Linked DNA regions of Mus musculus: region 2 is linked to region 1. Evidence: chromatin contacts called from public Hi-C data. All regions are on one chromosome and are shown on one strand. Each heading gives the region's core, a stretch centred on a gene start, on an enhancer-like site or on the middle of the called end of the contact. The rest is flanking DNA. Distances are from core to core; before and after follow the strand shown. Region 1 holds the start of Glb1l2 (galactosidase, beta 1-like 2). Region 2 holds the start of Vps26b (VPS26 retromer complex component B).

Region 1 (4,819 bases), core at 1,125-3,624:
GAAGTGGGAGGGAAACAATGGGGTACCAAAGAATTCAGGGGGAGGGAAGATGGCTATTTCTACTACTTTTAATTGTAGCGGTATTTTTCCCACATTATCTACATCAAAGACATCATTTGGCACAAAAGGAAAAAAACACCAAATTGAATAAAATCTTCCCATAAAGTCATTTTTAGCCCTCTTAAATATGTCTTAGATATGATTTAATCAAACAGCTATAATTCTGTGAATAAACTGTAGGAAGAAAAAAAAAGGCAATGTTTCTAAGCCAAACACCTAACCCCCAGAAACCTCAAAATACCTGCTGATGGGATCCAGGAAAAGGACTGGTCCTGAAGCTGGGCTCCAGAGAACTTTGAGGAGAGCAGCCAGTTTCCATGTGACCTATATTCCATTAGCCACACCAACATTCCCCAACAACAGCTGGGAGAGGCCCCCACCACCCACTTAGTTAATGACCTAGTCAAAGCTGGGGGAAGCCAGGAAGAGAGGGCCAGTTTGTTTCCCTTTGGCTTCATAGCTATTAAAGTAACTCATCTATGTTAATACAGAAAGAACTAGACAGGATGCACCTATGGAGAAGATATAGTCAAAATGATGCCAAAGAGACTTGTTCTCTCAAGGGATCCCAAAAGATGGCCCTGACCTTGGATCGGTGCCTCTTTAACCTTCCTTGCCTGCTGCAAAAGAGAGTGTCATGAAGCAACTTCAGGCTTCATGATTTCTGCTGGGGCCGGCTTGCCTGGGTAGGGAATCAGTTACTCACCTACGAGAGGGTTAGGCTGCTTCTTCACAGTCCTGTCCCTTGCCTCACCCCTCATCAGTGTCCTGCTGGGTGACAAGTGTCCCTCCTCCTTCCCACACATTTTCCTGAGGACTATTAGAAAATGCTACCTGACCAGGCTCATCCCTCATCAGTCACCTCTCTGAGTCACCTGCAGGGACAGGTGTACTTCGATCAAAAACAAGCAACTATTTCTCTGGAGCTCCAGCTCCATGGTTCCCTGCTCTATGCAAGAGCTTGTGTTGCCTCAGCCTGGAGTAATACCAATGGAGTTACATCAACCGTGCCCCTGGGGAAAGCTGAGAATTTGACAGAAGCCATGACTAAAATTCAAAGAAAGGGCAGTTCGAATGAATAAGAAAGTGTTTGGAACAACTAAGGAAACAAAAGGCCTTAGGAGTTTCCTGGACCCTAGAATGAGAAAAGATCTAGTTTCATCTCAAACAATATGACATCCTCTCAGAAACAAAGAGATGTAAGTCTTGAAAGGGTGTCCACGTGAAGTTTCCAAATGTGTTCTCACGGCAGCAAAAAGGACTCAGATCTTAAATAAAAATAAAAAAAAATTAAAAGCCCTAGTCTCTGATTCAGGTAAATGAAGAAAGGAACCAAAGACAAAACTAAGGGTGGTAAGCTACCACCAGTTCTCAAGGCTGACCTCAAGTCTACTGACAAATTACTCCATGTTGCTGCCAAGCTTCCCAGCAACACTGGAGAGTTTGAATATGTAAAGCGCCAGGCATTGACCTGGAAGATCGTCAGGCCGGTGACTCCTATAAATAGATATGCTTTGGAAACCTTCTGGAGTAGATCACCAGAAAACTTGTTCATGAGCAGTGGGTAAACCTTTCTTTCAATGAACACCACCGACTGGGACAAATAGCGTTCATAAAAGGGGGCCGTACAAAAGTGAAGGAGGAAAGTGGACAGACATAAACAGCAGTGCGGTGTAAATCAGGGCTGAGAGTCTGAGAGAAGCCCATGGACATCACCTTCACGGTAAACATCACAACACTAACCTTGCAGAATAGAGACTTCCAGCTTGGGAAGAAATGTAGGGGTTTGGAAGAAAAGCAGTGGGTGCTACATGGAGTGATGGGGGTGTCTGAAGAGAAACGAGAAGGCCAGTTCTGTCGATCTTCCCACAGGACTGGACGTGACTATGAACAGCAGAGTCCAGCACCAAGTATGGAACGCTGCGAAACTCAACACACTGACCCCTAGGGACTGACAGGGCTGTGCCTGCCTGCTTTACCCAGAGGCAGGGTAAGAATGATTGGAGGCTCGAAGGGACTCCAGGCTGTTGGAGCGCTCTAAGAGATTAGAGTCGCGGTTTCCCAGATTTGTGGCAGACCAGAACCTGAGGTGTTGGGCTGGGACCAAAGGAGTCCCATAGGTGCTGGGCGGAGCGTTCTCTCACCTGCGGAGCACCAGGAAGCTCAAGACCAGCAGCAGCAGGAGTCCGAGTGTGCGGCCTGGCCTCCGCCGCAGACTCCACTTGGGCATCTTGCAAACGCTGCTGGTAGACACCCGGGTTCCCACTCCAGCAACACTCAGAGGCGCGCCAAAGCCTTGGCCCGGAGGGGCGGGGCCGCTCACTGGTTACCTGGGCAACCATGTTACGGCCAGCCCAGCCCACTGGCGCCCATTGGCTGAGGTTTATGGTCCCGCCTCCATTCCCGGGCCTTGCACAGACAAGGGATCGGCTGGAGACCAGGACAGGGAGGGGCGGAGCTGGCCTGTCAGGGGGCGGGGCTGTCGAGGGGCGGGGCGATCTCAGCCCAGGCCCAAACTTGTCTGAGTGTTCCGCAGCTGAAGTTGCCTGCTTACTGAGTTTAAATAGGAATCAAGTACCTAACAGCTAACAACTTCCCATGTCAGCCTGGTTCTCACTCTGAATCGCAGAGGCACTTAAGTTGAGGGTCTTTTCCTACATATGAGTGCAGACAGGTATAGAACTATTGGGCCTGTTTGTTTGAGAGGTATAGAACTATTGCTGCATCTTTGAATATTCAAACTGGGAGAAAGTCACTCCCCACAGCATTTCATTATAAGCAAGAATTAAGTGTGCCTGACAGGTGAATGAAAAAAAAAAAAAATGTCTGTACTGGCTGGTTTTGGGTGTCAAATTGACACAGGCTGGAGTTATCACAGAGAAAGGAGCTTCAGTTGGGAAGATGCCTCCATGAGATCCAGCTGTAAGTCATTTTCTCATTAGTGATCAAGGCCCCTTGTGGGTGGGACCATCTCTAGGCTGGTAGTCTTGGTTCTATAAGAAAGCAGGCTGAGCAAGCCAGGGGAAGCAAGCCAGTAAAGAACATCCCTCCATGGCCTCTGCATCAGCTCCTGCTTTCTGACCTGCTTGAGTTCCAGTCCTGACTTCTTTCAGTGATGCACAGCAGTGTGGAAATGTAAGCTGAATAAACCCTTTCCTCCCCAACTTGTTTCCTGGTCATGATGTTTGTGCAGGAATAGAAACCCTGACTAAGACAATGTCTTTTAAAACAACTCAAAGTTTGAAAAGAAAAATGGTTTTGAAGTAATAACTCATGTTAAAAGCCAGGACATTGAATAATTTACTTAAGATTATTTGAGAGCTGAGTGTCACTGAAGTTTCAGTAGCACTAAATAAAGACCAAAATATTCTGCCTTTAGTTCCCCTGATCTAGTTCAGGCCTGGACACCTAGCACACTGAACTCTTATTTTTAAAAGAGTCATAATTAACATTTTACATTTGTGGTGAGGTGGCTCAGCCATTAACAGCAGAGGACCTAAACTCATTTCTTAGTGTCCACATTGGTGGCTCACACAGCCTTTAATTCCAGTTCCAGGAACTCCACACATATGTGCATGCACATGCGCATACACATTCACACACACACACACACACATATATACACACACTATAGCAGTGTCTCAGAGCATTGGTTTGTAGAGCATCTTTCCAGCTGCAGGTCTGAATTTTTATACAAATACATAAAGCTGACAAACAATAAGAGAAATTTCAGTTCCAAGGACAAAGACAAAAAAGTTGGCCAGAAGGGTCTTTTTTTTTTTTCTAGCATAACTAAATACTTGGTAAAGAAGCAAATTGGAGAGAGGGAAAATGTAAACAGGTAAACAGGAGGAAGGGAATTCCCTGCCTGAATAAGGAAGCATAGACTGTGGCTTTGCATAGAATATTGTAGCCACAGGTCCAGGAACACTGCTTTAGAGACCCAGAGGGAAGTAGGGCCCTCTGAAATCAGCAACCAGGTCTCCTAAAATCCAAACGTTTTCTACAGTGCTTCCGCAGAGGAGAACTTAGTGTTTGCTAAGGCTGTGATGGAAACTTTTGGGTTTAGCTTGGATTAAAAGTTAGTCTATCAGTTACAAAGACAGAGCATCAGAGGTTGGCCCACATATTAATTCTGCTTGTGTGAGCCATGTCCAGTTACGGTGGCAAGTGTCAGGGCTCTTGAGAAATAAAATTAAGAATATGAGGGAAATTCTGGACATAAGCTAGGACCAGGTCAATCACAGACAAAAACGAAATAGGAAATCCTAAAATGAAAATGTTAGCCCTAGAAAAGAGAAGAGAATTAAATCAAAAGGCAAAAAGCCTGCCAAGTCCAGATAATGTGGTGTAGCACTGGGAGGAGCCAGTGTACATCGGGGAATGCTCAGAACTTTGACTGTAGCCTTCACAGTCCAACACTGTCATGCAAAGCCTCAGCCTTTGCAAAGCTGGGTGACCATGATCTAACTCATTAACAACAACAAAAAAATACCAACAAGGGCTGTGGACAGCCCTGGCCTCAGCCTACACAAAGAACTGTAGGTAGCTAAAGCATGCTGAGGGTGGGAGAAATAGTTTTCCCCAAGAAAGAGTACACCAAGTAGTTATCCAATATGAAACAGTCAGGCCTGAAAACACACGCATACAAACATGTTTTATACACCATGCATTATACAGACTGAGCAGGCTGTGTGTATACAACAACAATGAACAAAAGAAGCCATGATTTTGAAAGAGAGCAGGAAGTGGTATACAA
Region 2 (4,819 bases), core at 621-3,120, 220 kb after region 1:
GCTGTCCCAAGCAAGTGGCTAAAATCAGTGTCCATATGTGCAGTAGGGGATACAGGGTAGGGATTTTCTGATTGGTGTTCATTATCCACAGGGCACAACCTACTGGTGACTTCATGATACGAATGTTTTATTTTTTGAAGTACCCAAGCACTTTGATGACACAAAAGACTCCAAATACTTAGACTGGGTGACAAGCCAGTCATGATGGGCAGCTCCCCAAATCTTCGTGGGGTTTTGTTTTATTTTGAAACAGGGTCTCACTATGCAATGGCAGCTGGCCTAGAACTCACTATGTGAACCAGGCTGGCCTTCAACTCAGAGATCTACCTGTCTCAGCCTCCCAAGTGCTGCAATTTAAGGCATGTGCCACCAAACTCACCTCTCACCTGGCTCCCCAAATATTTTGTTTTACCGCCTTCCCTTGTCTATCTAGTTCTATTAGAACTAACAATATTTGAAGGTGACTATTGAGCACTGCAAATTTTTGATCATTTAATTATAGTCTTTGCAGCATCACTTCTTTGACTTTAAGGAGAAAATCAGACAACTAAATACCAGCATGGTACTAAGGAAGTTTGAGAAATAGAGGCAGTCAGAAAGAGGCAGGTTACAGGTATTCAAAACATGCACATGCAATGTAATACAGAATGGAGGTGAGATAGATAGACGGAATTTATGAGCCCGGTCCACTGCACTGTATTTTAAAGGGGGAGGAGGGATGATGGATAGGTGGGTGGGGTCACTGCTTAACTTTGGATTGGATCTGACAGCTGTAGCTGTCAAACCCACCTGCAGGATACTGTCTACCACACTATGAAATCCCGGTTACTAGAAGCAAAGCTGGAAGCATACTGCAGAGACAATGGGGATATCCAAGCACCAGGTGAGCATCCGACCATACAGCAGAGGGCTCCCTACCCTATCTAGGCTGTCCCCACCTCCCCAGCAGCACGCTGTCACTTTTGGCACGGAAGAAGGTAATGAATGCATGGGGGAGTCGCCCACGGGCGGGACTCGTGGGTGAATCTCAGGCTTTAGATTACAGTTGAAAAGAACCTGTCGCAGGCCTCGCAGGAGCTGGGCACTGAAAATCTCTGCTCCCAGCCCGTCCCACACTCGAGTCCAGGGGCAGGCTGACGTCCCGGTTTTGGGAAGGTCCCAGGGAATAGACTCACCGATCTGCCCAATGAACTCGATCTTGATGCCCTGGTGCTCTAGTCGCTTGTTGGGGTTCTTCAGTGATAGGCTCACTTTCCCCGAGACGGTTTCCCCGTCGTAGAAGAGGAAATATTTCTCCTTCTTCCCGTCCTCAGTCTTGTGCTCCGCTCGCTTCCTACTCTCCGCATCATTCAGCAAGATTTCCACCTCCACGCTCTGCCCGAAGCCGAAGAAGCTCATCTCCCCGCCTGGCCGCGCCGGTGTCGGCACAGACTGCTCCCTCCCTCCCAGGCGCGAGCTGCCTTCGGGGAAGGCAGGCCGGAGGGCCGGCTGCGGGAACGCGCTGGACGCTGCACCGCAGCCCCGCTCGCTCTGAGCTGGGCGGTGGGCGATCGCCGATGGCCTGCGCCCCTGGGGTGAGGCAGGGCGGAGGAAGGAGGTCGGCTGCGGGTTGCGGCGCCCAGAGCAGCGATGCACCGAGAGGCCAGACACAGTACCAACGCAGATCCTGGCGGTGCAGCGACTAGGGCCCTGGGAGGAAAGGCGCCAAGCACGCGCGTCTCGTCGCCCACCGGGTGGGGTCCAGCGCCCAGCCGCACACACAGAACTGCCTGGACTCCCGCGGCGTAACGCACCGAAGTGCTACGGCGGCGCCGGGCGGGGGAAGGGGCAGGAGAACTCCGGCCCGGATGCGAAGATGATGCCACGCGCACGCGCACGTCTTCTCTCCCCCCCCCCCCCCTCGCTTTCCCTACCCCCTCCAGGCCGTCAAGGGGTGCGCTCATCTGCGCATGTGCAGTGCCAAAGGGCGCTTTGTTTACATGGCGGCTCTGGCCTCTCTCCAGTAGAACTCGGGCCCAGATGTTCCGTCAAGTCCTAGCACTGCAAGTGCCTCCTTGTAATATTCCGGTTGCATTTCTCTTCCTTCTTAGCCTGATAAACGCCAGGCTACTCTTCACATTTGAATACGAGCAACGCTTGCGTGCTGTCTGACGGGATGAGGTGCCTTTCCCATGCACGCTCAGTGTCACCGGAAGGGGCAAATGTGACCGCTACTACAGGAAGTATGCTGTCCCCGCTGGCCTCTAGGTTCCCTGCCGTGTAAGAACGATATGACGGTAAGAAAAACACTAGTGACGTCCTGACCCCAACATTAACTGGAATGCTAAGGGAAAAAGAAAAAGTCCTCGCTAGCCTTGTTTAACTTCCAGTCTTTGCCCCGCCCACTTATGCGCACGCAGTGGGCGACCCAGCCCATTGGCTTGGGTTACGAACACGGCTCAGCGCGGTGATTGGTCGATTGTAAATCCCGAACGTTGTGACTGGTCCGCCAAAACGTCTCAGAGCGCGCGCGGGAGCGACGGCGAGCCGGTACGTCCACGGTCGGAATGGCGCTGCAGGATCTTGGAGAAAACTTGCAGCCTTGGTGTCCGCTGGGTCTCAGCCTCGGTGAGGAAACGCAGCCGCGGGTTCTGGGTTCGGGGCTTGGGGTGTTTTGTTCCGCCTAATGTATCCAAGCTTGCGTCTCGGTGAGGGTAGGGGTAGGGGTGGGGGAAGGGGAAGCCCTGGTCTCTGCACTGACCGTGAGCCCCAGGATTGTGACAATCTGCCCGGGTGAAGGCCAGCCAAACTTACGGTGGGATCTGAGTCCAGACGAGTAATTGGTAGAAAAGAGAGCTAAACTGTTCTAGCATGCGGGAGGTCGAGGCTGGAGGATTGCCATGAGTTCAAGACCATCCTGGGCCACACAAATGAATTTAAACCAGTCTCAATAATAATAATAATAAAACAATAATAATAGGAGTGTCTCAGTGATAATAACAATAGCAGCAGCAACATGAAAAGCTAATAATTGGCCTTTAATAGTGCTAGTGCCTCAGTTATCTCCATCTGTCACCTTTGTTCTACCTAGTCTTGCTGGAGTCCTAAGTCTATTCCCCAGGTGGTTTTAAACAGACAATCTCAATGTTCAGGTTGATTTTTTTTTTCTTAGAATTTGTGATCATAAATTCAGCTAGATGGTTCTTGTACCGGCTGGTTTTGTGTGTCAGCTTGACACAGGCTGGAGTTATCACAGAGAAAGGAGTCTCAGTTGGGAAAATGCCTCCATGAGATCCAATTGTAAGGCATTTTCTCAATTAGTGATAAAGTGGGGAGGTCCCCTTATGGGTGGTGTCATCTCTGGGCTGGTAGTCTTGGTTCTATAAGAGAGCAGGCTGAGCAAGCCAGGAGAAGCAAGCCAGTAAAGAACATCCCTCCATGGCCTCTGCATCAGCTCCTGCTTTTTGACTTGCTTGGGTTCCAGTCCTGACTTCCTTTGGTGATGAACAGCAGTGTGGAAATTTAGGCTGAATAAACCCTTTCCTCCCGAACTGCTTCTTGATCATGATGCTTTTTGTCCAGGAATAGAAACCCTGACTAAGACAGTTCTCTTGAAGACTTCATTAGATGTCCGAATGAAATCAAGATTCCCAAAGCCAGCTGGTTGAGCCAGTTAAATCACAAACCTGAGGGTTTTCTCTTTCATGCCTATTGCCCCCTCTTGTCCCCATAGCCAAGGAAGGCAATTTCAGGATAATCCCTAACTGCTTACTGATGCAGTCAGTCACTGTCTCCTGTACACCCTGCATTGCCTCCTTTGAAGGTACAGGCTTGCTTGTGTCAGCTCTTTGGGCCTTTCCTACTTGTTTTCTAAATAGATGACCAGTCCATTGGCCTACCATATAAGAGGAGGTGTGGAAGTCCTTTCTCCAAGCACAATATGACATCAGAACCTTTGTGATTGTCCACAGGAGACTATTATAGAGGTAGACCCCTAGTAGATGTTCCAGACACCCCCCTTTGCCCCTCCCAGCTGCCTCTGGTCCTGGGGAAGGGGATGTGTGTGTGCAGGAGGTGAGGTAGCAGTGTAGTGTTGTGGCATTCGCTTGTGCAGCTATAGGGCTTTTAAGTAAGTCAGCCACCTGGCAGTCACCTAAGCTTCTGTAGGTAGCTCCAGCAAACTGATGCATTTGCTTTCCACGCTAGGTTTAGAATCTTTTCTTTGCTTGTTAATCCCTTATCTATCTGGCAGTATGTGCCTAAGGCCAAACTGAAAGTGAGGCTGACTTGGAGGAATCCTAGAGTGGTTGTCTTTCTCAGTCAGTGGTTCCTGTTGTGGGTTATCCTAATGTTGTTTGAATTCTAATGTTAAGTCTGCTTCCTCAAGAGGTCATGGCCCCAAGGGGGAGTCAGTACTCTGCTGGTCTCAAGAGAACCTGGGCAGAGGAGGGAAAAGGTGGGATAGGAGCTCTTTGAGAGTGGGGGCAGGTGGAAAGAAGAGAATGTGCGGGAAGAAGAGAGGACAGAAGAGGAGGAGGAAGCCATGATGAAGCAGAACTACATGGTCAGGAGAAACTACAAGTAACAAAGGGTCTCATAGCTGGGGAATAAGTTAGTTTAGTGCTAGTTCTACCCAGTGTAGATACATATCTTTTAAATATAATAACTAGATTGTGTGTTTTTATATGGGCTTATTGGGGTTGGAAATTACTGCAACAGTTCCCCATGTTGTGGCAACCCCTGACCATAAAATTATTTTGCTACTTATTTACTGTAGTTTTTCTACTGTTATGAATCATGATGTAAATAACTGACATGCAGGATATCTGTGTGTGGGCAA

What was found. A called contact is a pair of places that touch in the nucleus more often than the background predicts.
Region 2: a Hi-C map of uterus shows a contact between it and region 1, with 4 times the contacts expected there. The contact joins the promoter of Vps26b here to the promoter of Glb1l2 in region 1. A contact is called at or near these places in 2 of 39 promoter capture datasets (frontonasal cranial neural crest and neural stem cells), 12 of 484 Hi-C or Micro-C datasets (LSK cells, Sertoli cells, embryonic stem cells and 8 more), 3 of 115 datasets of contacts at active chromatin or transcription factors (acute myeloid leukemia, embryonic stem cells and kidney) and 2 of 9 other capture datasets (adipose tissue and pancreatic islet).

The regions. Positions count from the first base shown.
Region 1 is chr9:26,804,094-26,808,912 of GRCm38.p6, forward strand. Glb1l2 (galactosidase, beta 1-like 2) reads right to left here and starts at 2,375. Exons shown (of 19, transcript NM_001310768.1): 1 at 2,205-2,375. The coding sequence starts at 2,290.
Region 2 is chr9:27,028,224-27,033,042 of GRCm38.p6, forward strand. It overlaps Vps26b (VPS26 retromer complex component B), which reads right to left and starts at 1,871. Exons shown (of 6, transcript NM_178027.4): 1 at 1,176-1,871. The coding sequence starts at 1,398. It overlaps Ncapd3 (non-SMC condensin II complex, subunit D3), which reads left to right and starts at 1,942. Exons shown (of 36, transcript NM_178113.4): 1 at 1,942-2,276; 2 at 2,400-2,607. The coding sequence starts at 2,547.